3 separate regions of the Mus musculus genome follow, and all the other regions are linked to region 2. Evidence: chromatin contacts called from public HiChIP or PLAC-seq and Micro-C data. All regions are on one chromosome and are shown on one strand. The core of a region is the stretch at or near the end of the contact, and the rest is flanking DNA. Distances in the headings are between cores, read along the strand shown.

The links. A called contact is a pair of places that touch in the nucleus more often than the background predicts. HiChIP or PLAC-seq counts read pairs in DNA pulled down with a chosen protein or histone mark.
Region 1: a contact with region 2 is called in a Micro-C map of embryonic stem cells, with 2.5 times the contacts expected there. The contact joins the promoter of Runx3 here to the promoter of Man1c1 in region 2. A contact is called at or near these places in 1 of 484 Hi-C or Micro-C datasets (embryonic stem cells) and 1 of 115 datasets of contacts at active chromatin or transcription factors (embryonic stem cells).
Region 3: a contact with region 2 is called in a FOXA1 HiChIP or PLAC-seq map of pancreatic cancer cells. The contact joins the promoter of Cnksr1 here to the promoter of Man1c1 in region 2. A contact is called at or near these places in 2 of 39 promoter capture datasets (liver and neural stem cells) and 1 of 115 datasets of contacts at active chromatin or transcription factors (pancreatic cancer cells).

What each region holds. Positions count from the first base shown.
Region 1 is chr4:135,150,447-135,153,816 of GRCm38.p6, reverse strand. It overlaps Runx3 (runt related transcription factor 3), which reads right to left and starts at 1,272. Exons shown (of 5, transcript NM_001369050.1): 1 at 761-1,272. The coding sequence starts at 1,045.
Region 2 is chr4:134,702,087-134,705,711 of GRCm38.p6, reverse strand. Man1c1 (mannosidase, alpha, class 1C, member 1) reads left to right here and starts at 1,422. Exons shown (of 12, transcript NM_207237.3): 1 at 1,422-2,767. The coding sequence starts at 2,243.
Region 3 is chr4:134,236,912-134,240,291 of GRCm38.p6, reverse strand. Cnksr1 (connector enhancer of kinase suppressor of Ras 1) reads left to right here and starts at 1,893. Exons shown (of 21, transcript NM_001081047.1): 1 at 1,893-2,035. The coding sequence starts at 1,984.

The sequences.
Region 1 (3,370 bases), core at 23-2,522, 450 kb before region 2:
CGGTGCTAGGCCAGGCCCTCCTCGCCCTCTGTGCCCCACACCTCCCGGGTCCTCGCCCAGCTCCGGCGGTCCTCATCCCAGTTACCGGTTAGACTGTGCCAAAGAATCTGGGAGCCCCAGTCCTCCGGTTTCCATGCCACTATACTCTGCAGGGCCCCGTGAAGGCCAGGTGGAACGGGGTATGGCTCCTCCAGGCTGTCTGTGCCACCGAGAAGGAGCGCCCCAAGTGTCCGTGTCCTCCGGCAGAGAGGCCGCGGTGTACCGTTCCCAACGGGAGGTCTGGGGTTCTGACTCTTGGAATAGGAACGGCAGAAGAACTCCCCACGCCCAGTTCTCCTGGACGTCCTCCTGGTACCTTCCCTGACTGATGTAACCATATTTCTCTCTGGACCCGGGCTCGGGCAGCGGGGACACCCAGGTTCCTCTCATGTTCTGTCGGGCCTGGGCTCCTGCAGCGTGGGTGACCAGGCACCCCTATGTCCTGCTAGCCGGGTGACCCCCTTTTCTTCCACCACGGTACCTCCCATGTTCTCTGGGGTCTGGGCTCTTATTGCGGATCGCCTGGAGTCCAGCGGGGGTCCTTCCGGGAGTGGCATCCTGCAGTAGGGGCGCCCGGGTACCCCGGTGTCTTGCCAGCTGGGTGACATCCCCTTTCATGTCCTACTTCTAGGTGCTCCCCAAGTCCTCCCCGGTATGGGCTCCTGCAAATGGGGGCGCCCAGGTTCCCCGGTGTCCTCCCGGCTCGGGCCCCTGCACTCACCTTGAAGGCGACCGGCAGCGTCTTGTTGCAGCGCCAGTGCGAGGGCAGCACGGAGCAGAGGAAGTTGGGGCTGTCGGTGCGCACGAGCTCTCCCGCGTGGTCGGCCAGCACGTCCACCATCGAGCGCACTTCGGGCCGGGTGCGGCCGCCGGGGCCCGCGGTTGCCTGCGCGCTTAGCGCGCCGCTGTTCTCGCCCATCTTGCCGCCGCCGCCGCCGCCGCAGGGGAAGGCCGTGGAGGGGGGAGTGAAGCGGCGGCTGGTGCTCGGGTCTACGGGAATACGCATGCCGCGGCCGTCAGGGCGCGGGCGGCCGCAGCCGCGGGAAGCGGGAGGCGGGAAGGCGGCGGCTCGGGGCCCGGCCAGCGTGGGGGGTGGGGGGAGGGGCGGCGCCGGGGGAGGGGGTGCGCCCCGACGGTCGGCCGCGCGCCCGCTAGTCCCGCATCCGGCGCGCGCGGCCGCCCCACGGACTCGGCGGCCGCGGCCCCAGCCCGGATCCTAGAGAATCAAGTGGCGGCGACGCGGCCGCCCGCGCGGGGTTAGTACCCCGGGCCTCGGGGCGGGGCCGTGCGAGCGACGCGGGGCGCAGCCAATCGCAGCCCCCAGGCTCGGGGTTCGCCGTGGAGGACCCGGTGGCTCGGGCCCGCGCGAGCCAAGCAGGGGCCAGGCTCCGCCCCAGAGGGTCTAGACACCCGCGTCCCGGTAGCCGCGCGGGGAGCCGCGGTCCCCGGAGTCAGGAGCGGCCGCTGCGACCTGGGCAGACATCGGGTTTCCAGCCTCCTGGCTGCGGCTCGCTTCCCCTCCCTCGAGTCGCAGCCTGGCTGCTTCAGCTCTGGCCACCGCAGCCCGGAACCTGCACCCTCAGCTGGTTGCCGCGGTGACACCCAAGACGGTTTTCTCATTCCCTCCACTCCACAAACGATTTTGACCCTAGAGCTTCCACCCCACGAGGGAGTCCACAGCTCCGCGCGGCCTTGGCTCTCGTCTCTGTGGCTTCTGTGTCAACCTTCGAGGCAGACAGAATAGGGGTTGCCACAGGGACCAACAGTGGGGTGGGGACAACCACACGGCTCCTGTCCACTCAAAACTAATTTCAGGATCGCGCAGGCCTCGTGGAGTTGTCCTCTGTCTTGGCAGCTCATGGGTCTTTGAAAACTACAATGGGGCCTACAACAGTGTGCTTTTTTGGAACATTCCATGCTACACCATACGCATGCAACCACCGTCCGTCTAGTGGAAGTGGATGAGGGTCTGTGGCAGAAAGAAGTCTTAACGCTCAGACTGCTTTCTCCCCACGGATGGAAAGGGGTCCTCCTAGGGCCGGGCCATAGTCTTCTTGGCCCTAAAGCGCTGAGCCTACAGAGCTGTCAGGTGCCCTGTGGGAAATCGGCCCTGGGGTCTCTGTGTTCCTCATGCTCCGTGGCCCAGCAACTCCTGGACTTCACTAACAACAACTCTTTCCCGTCCCGTCTCCTAAGCCTGGCATGGGGGCACAGACACACAACTAGAGAGTCCACGGTCACCGGTCACCGAGGGCTGTGCTCTCCCCAACCCCGTGCACTCCTTGGACGGCAGCAACGAACGAATGCATGTGTTTCTCTCACTGCTTTGGAAATTCGACTGCATTTTCGTTGCCAGCGACAGTGAATCTGTCTGCAACTACCAATACAAGCCCCAGAAGCGACACGATTTAGGATCCGATGGCGACAGAGGCATCAAGACCTCATCCTGGCTCTGACCTCAGCTTAGAACACTCCATTTTGTCAAAAAACGAAATCAGGCGCTGTGTGTACAACAGCGGGGTACTAGGTATGTCCTGAGTCTAACGAGTGCCAGGAGAATTGTATTCTGCCCCTCTCTGGGCCTTATGCCAGCGCCTCAAGCCACCAGGGAAGCAAGGACAGTGAAGGTCCCTTACTGGAACTTTTTGAGAACCTATGATTCGGAGTTGACCATCACTAGGCCTTGGGCCGCCATGGAAACAGCCTCTGGACCAGAGGGGATCTAGGAAGCCTGGCCCTGAGCATGGGCCCTCAGGGGGCTCCCCTGGAAAGGGAGCACCGCTAGTCACCAGGTAGGACCCAGACCGAGTCGTCTATTCTGCCCTCGAGCGATTGTGGGCCGTGACTGGCAGCCTCTGCGATGCGATGCATAAATTCGATTTCTTGAGTGATTCCAGTTTGCATCTGCCCCATACTAGTCCCTCCGCCTGATTTCTCTTTCTGATCTTACAACAAATTAATAACCGGGTCTCCGGAAAGTGGGGCTACAGGAATGACCCAACATCTGACCCTGGGCCCGGACTCAGCTATAACCCTCGGAAGACGCGGGCACCAGATCCAAGGGTTGGGGAAGTGCTGGCCTTCAGTACGCAGCCTGAGGTCGCAGGTGAAGGGTCGCCCGGGCTGAAGCAGTGTCGTGAACCGCCCACTAGTTGGCGCTGGCGCCTTGCTGGCTGCTCAGTTGCCCCCACCAGACTCAGAGCACAGACTTGCGCCTGCAGCAGGGGCAGCACGGGCAGCACGGGTTTTCCAAGCCACGGAGCGTTGGGGAAGAGCTACTTTCTGGAGAGTGCGCGCCTGATTTCTCTTTATACCAGTGGTCACATATCAG
Region 2 (3,625 bases), core at 173-2,672:
CGGTGACCAAAATATTTGCACCTGTTAGCGACAGTAGTCTTTTATCTTTTATTTTCAGCAGAGAGAAATTTATATGCCAGGGGTATTTAAATGTCAGGAGTGGGCGTGCTGGCAATGGTTTGGCCAGGGTTAGAAGCAAGCCTCAGTAGCCCATTTGCAGAAAGCCTCAGGGAAGAAGAAAGATTTATGAGGTGAGAGCCTGCCTGGGCTGCCTCCTCTCCGGGAAAGGCGTCCCTGCAGTATTTTCTGTCTTTCAAATTGCAGCTGAAAGCAGATATTTTCCCCCTTGCCTATTATACCTCTTAATTTGTCTCTCCCTATGCTGTTGTCTCTATAAAGAGTTTTGCATGAGAGACCCACACAGCAGTGTTATTTTGGCCCCCGGTGTGAGGTTTAACAGCAAGGGAAGGACTAAAGTCCACGGATGCATGTGTCTTGGGGCAGGGGCACACGGTGTCTGATAACACATGCCGGTGTATGTGTGGGCTTGTGGAGGTGGCTTGGGTATGCCTGTGCACGTCAATGTTTTGCTTATATAGACCTGTCTAGATACACTTTGGCATAATTGCTAGGGTGTCCGTGCTGAAATTAAGTGTATATTTGCATGTAAGCACACACCCACAAGGTAGCCTCTGTATGCATAAAAATGCAAATGTTCACATACATGCATATCCTATGTATGACCCGTGCATATGTCCAGGTCCCCGCCTCTCTCTCTGTCTGTCCCTCTCTCTTCTTGCTTCTCATGTTAGCATCCCTCGCCAACCCCACCCAAGGGCCTTGGCCACATTTTTGGTGGCGGTTTGCGAGGAACCCTGGAAATACTGATTCAGCCAGACATAACCACAGCCACAGCTCTCGGGTTTGGTCCAGCCATCCCCATCCCCCCCAGAGCGAAGCAGCTGTACTACCGCGGCTGGTCTGAGCTCTGGGCATCCCTGGCTACCAGCAACCTGGCAATCCCCGGCTGGTGCTGAGAAGTGACAGGGTCGCCCAACGATGGGCAGCGCCTTACAGAACAACCTGGTCTCCTGGCCCTTCCGGGGGGAGACCGAAACACAGAGCGGCGCTAGGCGGAGGTGGGCGGTGGAGGGGGCGTCTCGGTCTTTCGGAGTCCAGCGAACGCTGGGCAGAAACCAATGGGTGATTGTGGCCCATCGGGGATCCCTCGGAAGCAGCCAATGACCTCTCTCCGCTCTGCACCCCGCCCTCTCCACAGCGCGCAGCTGGACCATTGGAGCTAGCAGGATGGGGGAGCGCAGCGCCAGCATTTGGAGCGGGGGGCGTGGCCCAGACTGTGACCCGCCCATCTTTCCCGGCTAGGTTCCCCATTGGCCGAACTGCGGTGCCGCGGCGGGCGGAGAGGAGGGGCGCGAGGCGCGCTGTAGGCGTGGCCTGAGGGCGTGGCTGGCGGGGGGCGGGGCAGCGGCGCTGTCGCAGTGAGAGCCGGAGCAGCGGCGGCCCGTCTGGAGCTGCGGCGGGTGAGCCTGCGCGGCTAGCGGAGCCGCGGGGCCGGGAACAGGTGATCGCAGCAGGAGACCCGCGCCCTCCCGAGTTGCGGCGCCGGAGCCAAGGCTTCCTGGCTCAGCGGCAGGCCCAGGGCTGACAGAGGCCAGCTGCAGGCTTCGCACGCGCTTCCCGGGTATCCCTCTCCCCGCGCGAGCATCTGAAGCCCCTGGGTCCCGCGCAGCCTCGGGAGCGGCAACCGCGCGCGGCGGAGCAAAGTTGTGGACGTGTCCCGACCGCCGGGCCCTGCGCCGTCACCACCGGCTGGGCTCGCGCTCTAGGAGCTGCGCTCGCCCTGCAAGCCCCGGGGGTTCCCTTTGCAAACTGCTCCAGAGGCTGAAACTTCGGGTGCCGGCGGGTCGGGGCCTGCGTCCTGCGCACCCTCCGCGAGGGCGTCGCGGACGGCATGTGACCACTCCGGCGCGGGAAGGCGCGGGAGGGCGCGGGCTCCGTGGATCAGGCGGAGGGCAGGCTGCGGCGCACGGCGGGCCCGGGCTCCAGCCGAGCAGCCCCCCTCGCCCGGGCCCCGCCGAGGCCGCCGCGCCCCCGCCCCCGCGCGGGAGGACTCGCTCCAAACTCCCTGAACTTCGGGCGGGTCCCGAAGCGGCGGCCTCGAGGTGCGCAGCCTTGCTCGGGGACCCCAGCCACTTCACTCTTGCTCCCCACCCTTGAGGACTCTGAGGACTCCCGGGGCCCCGGGCGGAGCTGACAGCCCCCTCCTGCTGGCCGCGCCGCGATGCTGGTGAGGAAAGTGCCGGGTTTCGTCCCGGCCTCGCCGTGGGGGCTGCGGCTGCCGCAGAAGTTCCTTTTCCTGCTCTTCCTCTCGGGCCTCGTCACCCTGTGCTTTGGCGCCCTGTTCCTTCTGCCCCATTCCTCTCGCCTCAAGCGCCTCTTCTCGGCCTCGCGGACCCAACAGCCCGGCCTGGAGGTGATGGCCGAAATCGCCGGTCACCACTCGGTGTCAGAGCAGGAGCCGCCTCCCAACCCTGCCCCTGCGGCTCCGGCCCCGGGTGAGGACGATCCCAGCCGCCTGGTCGGTGTTCTCCGTAGGAAAGGGTGGCTGCGGCGAACCCGCCCCACCGGGCCCCGGGAGGAAGGCAACAGGGTTGCAGCCCTCAGGCCGCAGGAAGAGAGCGTCCGGTTCACTTTCGACTACAATGGTTTCCGCAGCCGCCTTCGACACCCGGTCTTGGGGACAAGGACTGATGAGAGTAAGGAGTCCCAGAGTCTGGTGCGAGCTCAGCGAGAGAAAATCAAAGAGGTAAGCACCCCCCCCCCCAACACACACCTCCCGCCAAGACTTCTAGCTGCAAGCGATTCCCCACCTTCTTGGCCTCTCCTGGCTCCTGGTCTGCCCAAGACCCTTCAGGCAGGCCGCAGCACCGCCCCTCAATCCGAAGTTACTCTCTTTGCTTGGTGCCTACTTTAGGATAACTAGGTTAGTTCATGGCTCCTACCAACCTCCAGGTGGATTCCCCCCCCCCCCACCACCCCCGTCCCCTTTAAGTTCCTAGCCCTGGTGGGCTCCAGGCTTTCCCTGATGGGTTGCTAGTAGGAGTGGATTTTAGGTCCTTAGTTTTCGTTTGTACAGGAGGGAGCCACTAGAAACCCTCTCCCTCCCTGTGTGCCTTTTAAGTCTTGACTTCTCCTAAGCTCCAGCAGGCTCTGGAAAACCCAAGACATGTGAGGTATTTGGGGTCCTGTTTTGTAATCTCTCGGCCTCTTGCAGACCAGAGATCTCGAGCATTCCTGCTAACTGCTTCTATCGAGCGTTGCCACAATTGTACATAATTGCATGTGAAAGACGAAGGAGTGATCAATAAAGCAGTGGGAATGTTACAGAAGCTCCGAGGTTATTGGCTTAATGAGGCGGGTCTTGGACTGGTTCCCCGTAAGGAGTGGGCCGCAGAGGGATTTAGAGGGATCACTAGACTTGAGTCACAGTCTTAGTTTTAAGACATCAAAAACAAACACGGCTTGGAACTGGCTTGCCGACAATTTGCCAAGAGGCCACTGGTACCTGAGTGTTCTGCCCCACCCCAGCTAAGTGTGGTCTGTGAGAACTGCGTGGCCAACATAGCAGCGGGAGCTGCAGTGACACCCCCAGGCCACAAGGGGG
Region 3 (3,380 bases), core at 644-3,143, 470 kb after region 2:
TTATTTATTTATTTATTTATTTATTTATTTATTTATTATATATGAGTATACTGTAGCTGTCTTCAGACACACCAGAAGAGGGCATCGGATCCCATTACAGATGGTTGTGAGCCACCATGTGGGTTCTGGGATTTAAACTTAGGACCCAGAAGAGCAGTCAGTGCTCTTAACCGCTGAGCCATCTCTCCAGCCCCTGTGCTTTTTTGCTTTTTTTTTTTTTTTTTTTTAAATAAAGGATTTGGGAGTATGGGTGTTTGCCTGTGTTGTGCCATGTTCATGCAGTTTATGAGGTGGGCAGAAGAGGACATCAGATCCCCTGGAACTGGAGCTACAGACAGTTGTGAGTCAACATGTGAGTCCTAGGAATTGAACCCGGTTCTCTTTCTGCCTGTTCTTAACTGTTGGCCATCTCCCCAGCCCCAGTTGCTTGGGCTTTTAAGAGCATCATTCTAAGCCGGGCGTGGTGGTCCACGCCTTTAATCCCAGCACTCGGGAGGCAGAGGCAGGTTTGAAGCCAGCCTGTTCTACAAAGTGAGTTCCAGGACAGCCAGGGCTACACAGAGAAACCCTGTCTCCAAAACAAAACAAAAACAAACAAACAAACAAAGGCATCATTCTAACTGGTTCTGTGATGCAAACTGTGGTCTCTATTTTTTTTGGGGGGGGAACAAAAGTAGGAAAATCACTGGAACCCCTGAGTTGTAGAGCAGTCTGAGCAACATAGCAAGAATGAAAAGCAACTCAAAAATTGTAGCAAGAATAAAAGCTGGGCTGGTGAGATGGCTCAGTGGGTAAGAGCACCCGACTGCTCTTCCGAAGGTCCAGAGTTCAAATCCCAGCAACCACATGGTGGCTCACAACCATCAGTAATGAGATCTGGCGCCCTCTTCTGGAGTGTCTGAAGACAGCTACAGTGTACTTATAATAAATAAATAAATCTTTAAAAAAAAACAAAAAAAAAAAAACAACAAAAAAAAAAGAATAAAAGCGCTTTCAGGAGGCAGCTGACATCTGCAAATGTCTTGGGAATGGCTGGGGTGCTTCCTCTTCACTTACTATGGTAACCAATAAAAGCCCTTTGTGCCCTAAAATAAGTAATAACTGAATTGATTAAAGTCTTACTTTGAGAAAGGGCCTCTAAATCTCAACAGGTTGTCAAAGGGGGCAGAGTCCACGGTGCAGCTTTTATTTACTCAGTTTCTGCTGTTTCGTTTTGTTTTGGAATGGGCTTGCTCTGTAGTCCAGGTGAGCCATCCACCTGCCTCAGCCTTCAGAATCCTGAGATGATGCCACTTATAGCCACCATTTGTTCAGATGCTCGCAAATGTCCCGTGAAGCAAGGACTGTTATGCCCTGAAATGAGCACTGAAAGTAGGTCAGCTGTCTGTGCAACAACTCCAGATGGCGATAATGAGATAGATACCACGGGGACCCGGGGATGGGTAGATAGTGGCTAGTCCTGCGCTTTGCTTCTGCGCCAACCATTCACCAAGTACTCTTTTTGGGGGTGGGGGTGGGGTGCTGAGAGGTCAGGGTCCTCTCGGCTGGGATATGAGCCCAGTTTGTTTTTTGTTTTGTGGATATTTGAGACAAAGTCTCGATGCACAGCTCTGGCTAGCCTGGAACTCACTATGTAGATTCGGCTAACGTCAAACTTATAGGGATCCTCCCTCCTTGGTGAGGCCAGTTTTGAGTTGAATCCCATGCCAGTTCCGGACTGCCTGAGTCACACACCCCTTGGCGCCAGCCCAGGAGTCCAACTGCCTAGTTGCCAAAGCCCTAGGATGCCAGAGGGGCAGGGCAGGAGGAAGACAGGCGGTGGACCAATGGCAGTGGCACTGCCTTACCTGGTTGGCCACGTGGGCCCAGGTATGCAGCGGCCCCGCCCTGCCTGCTCTGGCCCAGCCCCGCGGCCTCCGGGCTCGGGCTCGGACTGGGAGCGGAAATTCCTGCAGGGGCTGGACGCTACGGGCAGAGCTCAGGATGGAGCCCGTGGAGGCCTGGACCCCCGGGAAGGTGGCAGCTTGGCTGAGAGGTTGGTGAATCGGGAGAGGCAGGGGCGAAGTGGGCTCAAGGGGATTAGTGCGGTGTCCCTTGGACCAGAAAGTAGGGAGGGAAAAGGAGAAAGAACCTGCGGAGTCTATGAGTCAACAGGTATTTATAGAGCGTCTACCCTGTACCAGCCGACCAGCGTCCCCAATACAGGAACAGTGAGGGCAGAGATAGGCCAGGCGACACTGGAGGGCCCAAGATGCAGGAAGGGGTCTTTCCCAGACTTTAGGGGTGTTCTAGCGCCCGCCAGGGTGGCGGCAGACAGGTGCGGTGATAAGTACGCAAAACAGGGAGGCTCTAGTGGCCCACACCCCCTTTATCTCCGTCATCTTCTCAGTGCCCCAGGGCCCTGTGAGCTATTATTAAGCCCATTTTTCAGAAGTAGAAACATACACAGAGCCAGGAAGTGATTTGTTCAGTCTTGGAACAGGGCCGGCCCTGGGTGTCATTTTCTCAGCCTTAGGTTGGCAGTAAGAGAAACAGAAACCCTAGTCATACTGAAGGGGTGACACAGCTCCACCCTCAGGAGTGAAGATCACTCCCCAGGTGACCAAGAGTCACAAACACAGTCAGACTCAGGAAAAATGAGGGCGTGTGGCTGCAGGACGGGGTGTGGAGGCTCTCAGAGGGGCGTGGGGGGGGGGCGGGTAGCTGGAGCCTGCTCAGGCATTTCTGTGTGAGCAGACAGGAGAGCAACAGGCTGACTCCCCCACACTGGTGGCTACTACCGCTCACCAGGAAGGTGACCACAGGCCTCTCTATTCATGAATCGGTCAAAATGAGACCATGGTGGTGTGACTAGCTTCCGTTGCTCAAATGTTTGTGACCTCTGGGAGGGAGGATGGCAGGCCAGCACATTCAACGTGGGAATGAAATTGTCCGAGTAACCCTGGGTCCTGAATTCCCAATCCAGCCCTTGTAATGGCACAGGAGAAATGGTGGAGGAGAACCTAATGGCTACACATTCCCCATGGCAGTTGGGCCTGAAATGGGAGGCTTTCCATCAAAGCATGAGCAAGCTGCTACATCTGTATGCATTAGTGTATCAGGGACGATGATGGGTGGTCTCCACCCTCTAGAAATGGGAAGAGCAAAGGTGCCAGATGGGTAAAGTGGTTGTTTTGTTTTGTTTTGTTTTGTTTTGTTTTGTTTTGTTTTGTTTTGTTTTGTTTTGTTTTGTTTTGTTTTGTTGAGACAGGGTTTCTGTGTATAGCCCTGGTTGTGAACTCGGGGATCCTCCTGTCTCTTCTTTCCAAGTGCTGGGATTAAAGGCATTCGCCACCGCCATACCCGACTATGGGTAAAGTTCTCAAAACATTGCCTCCCAC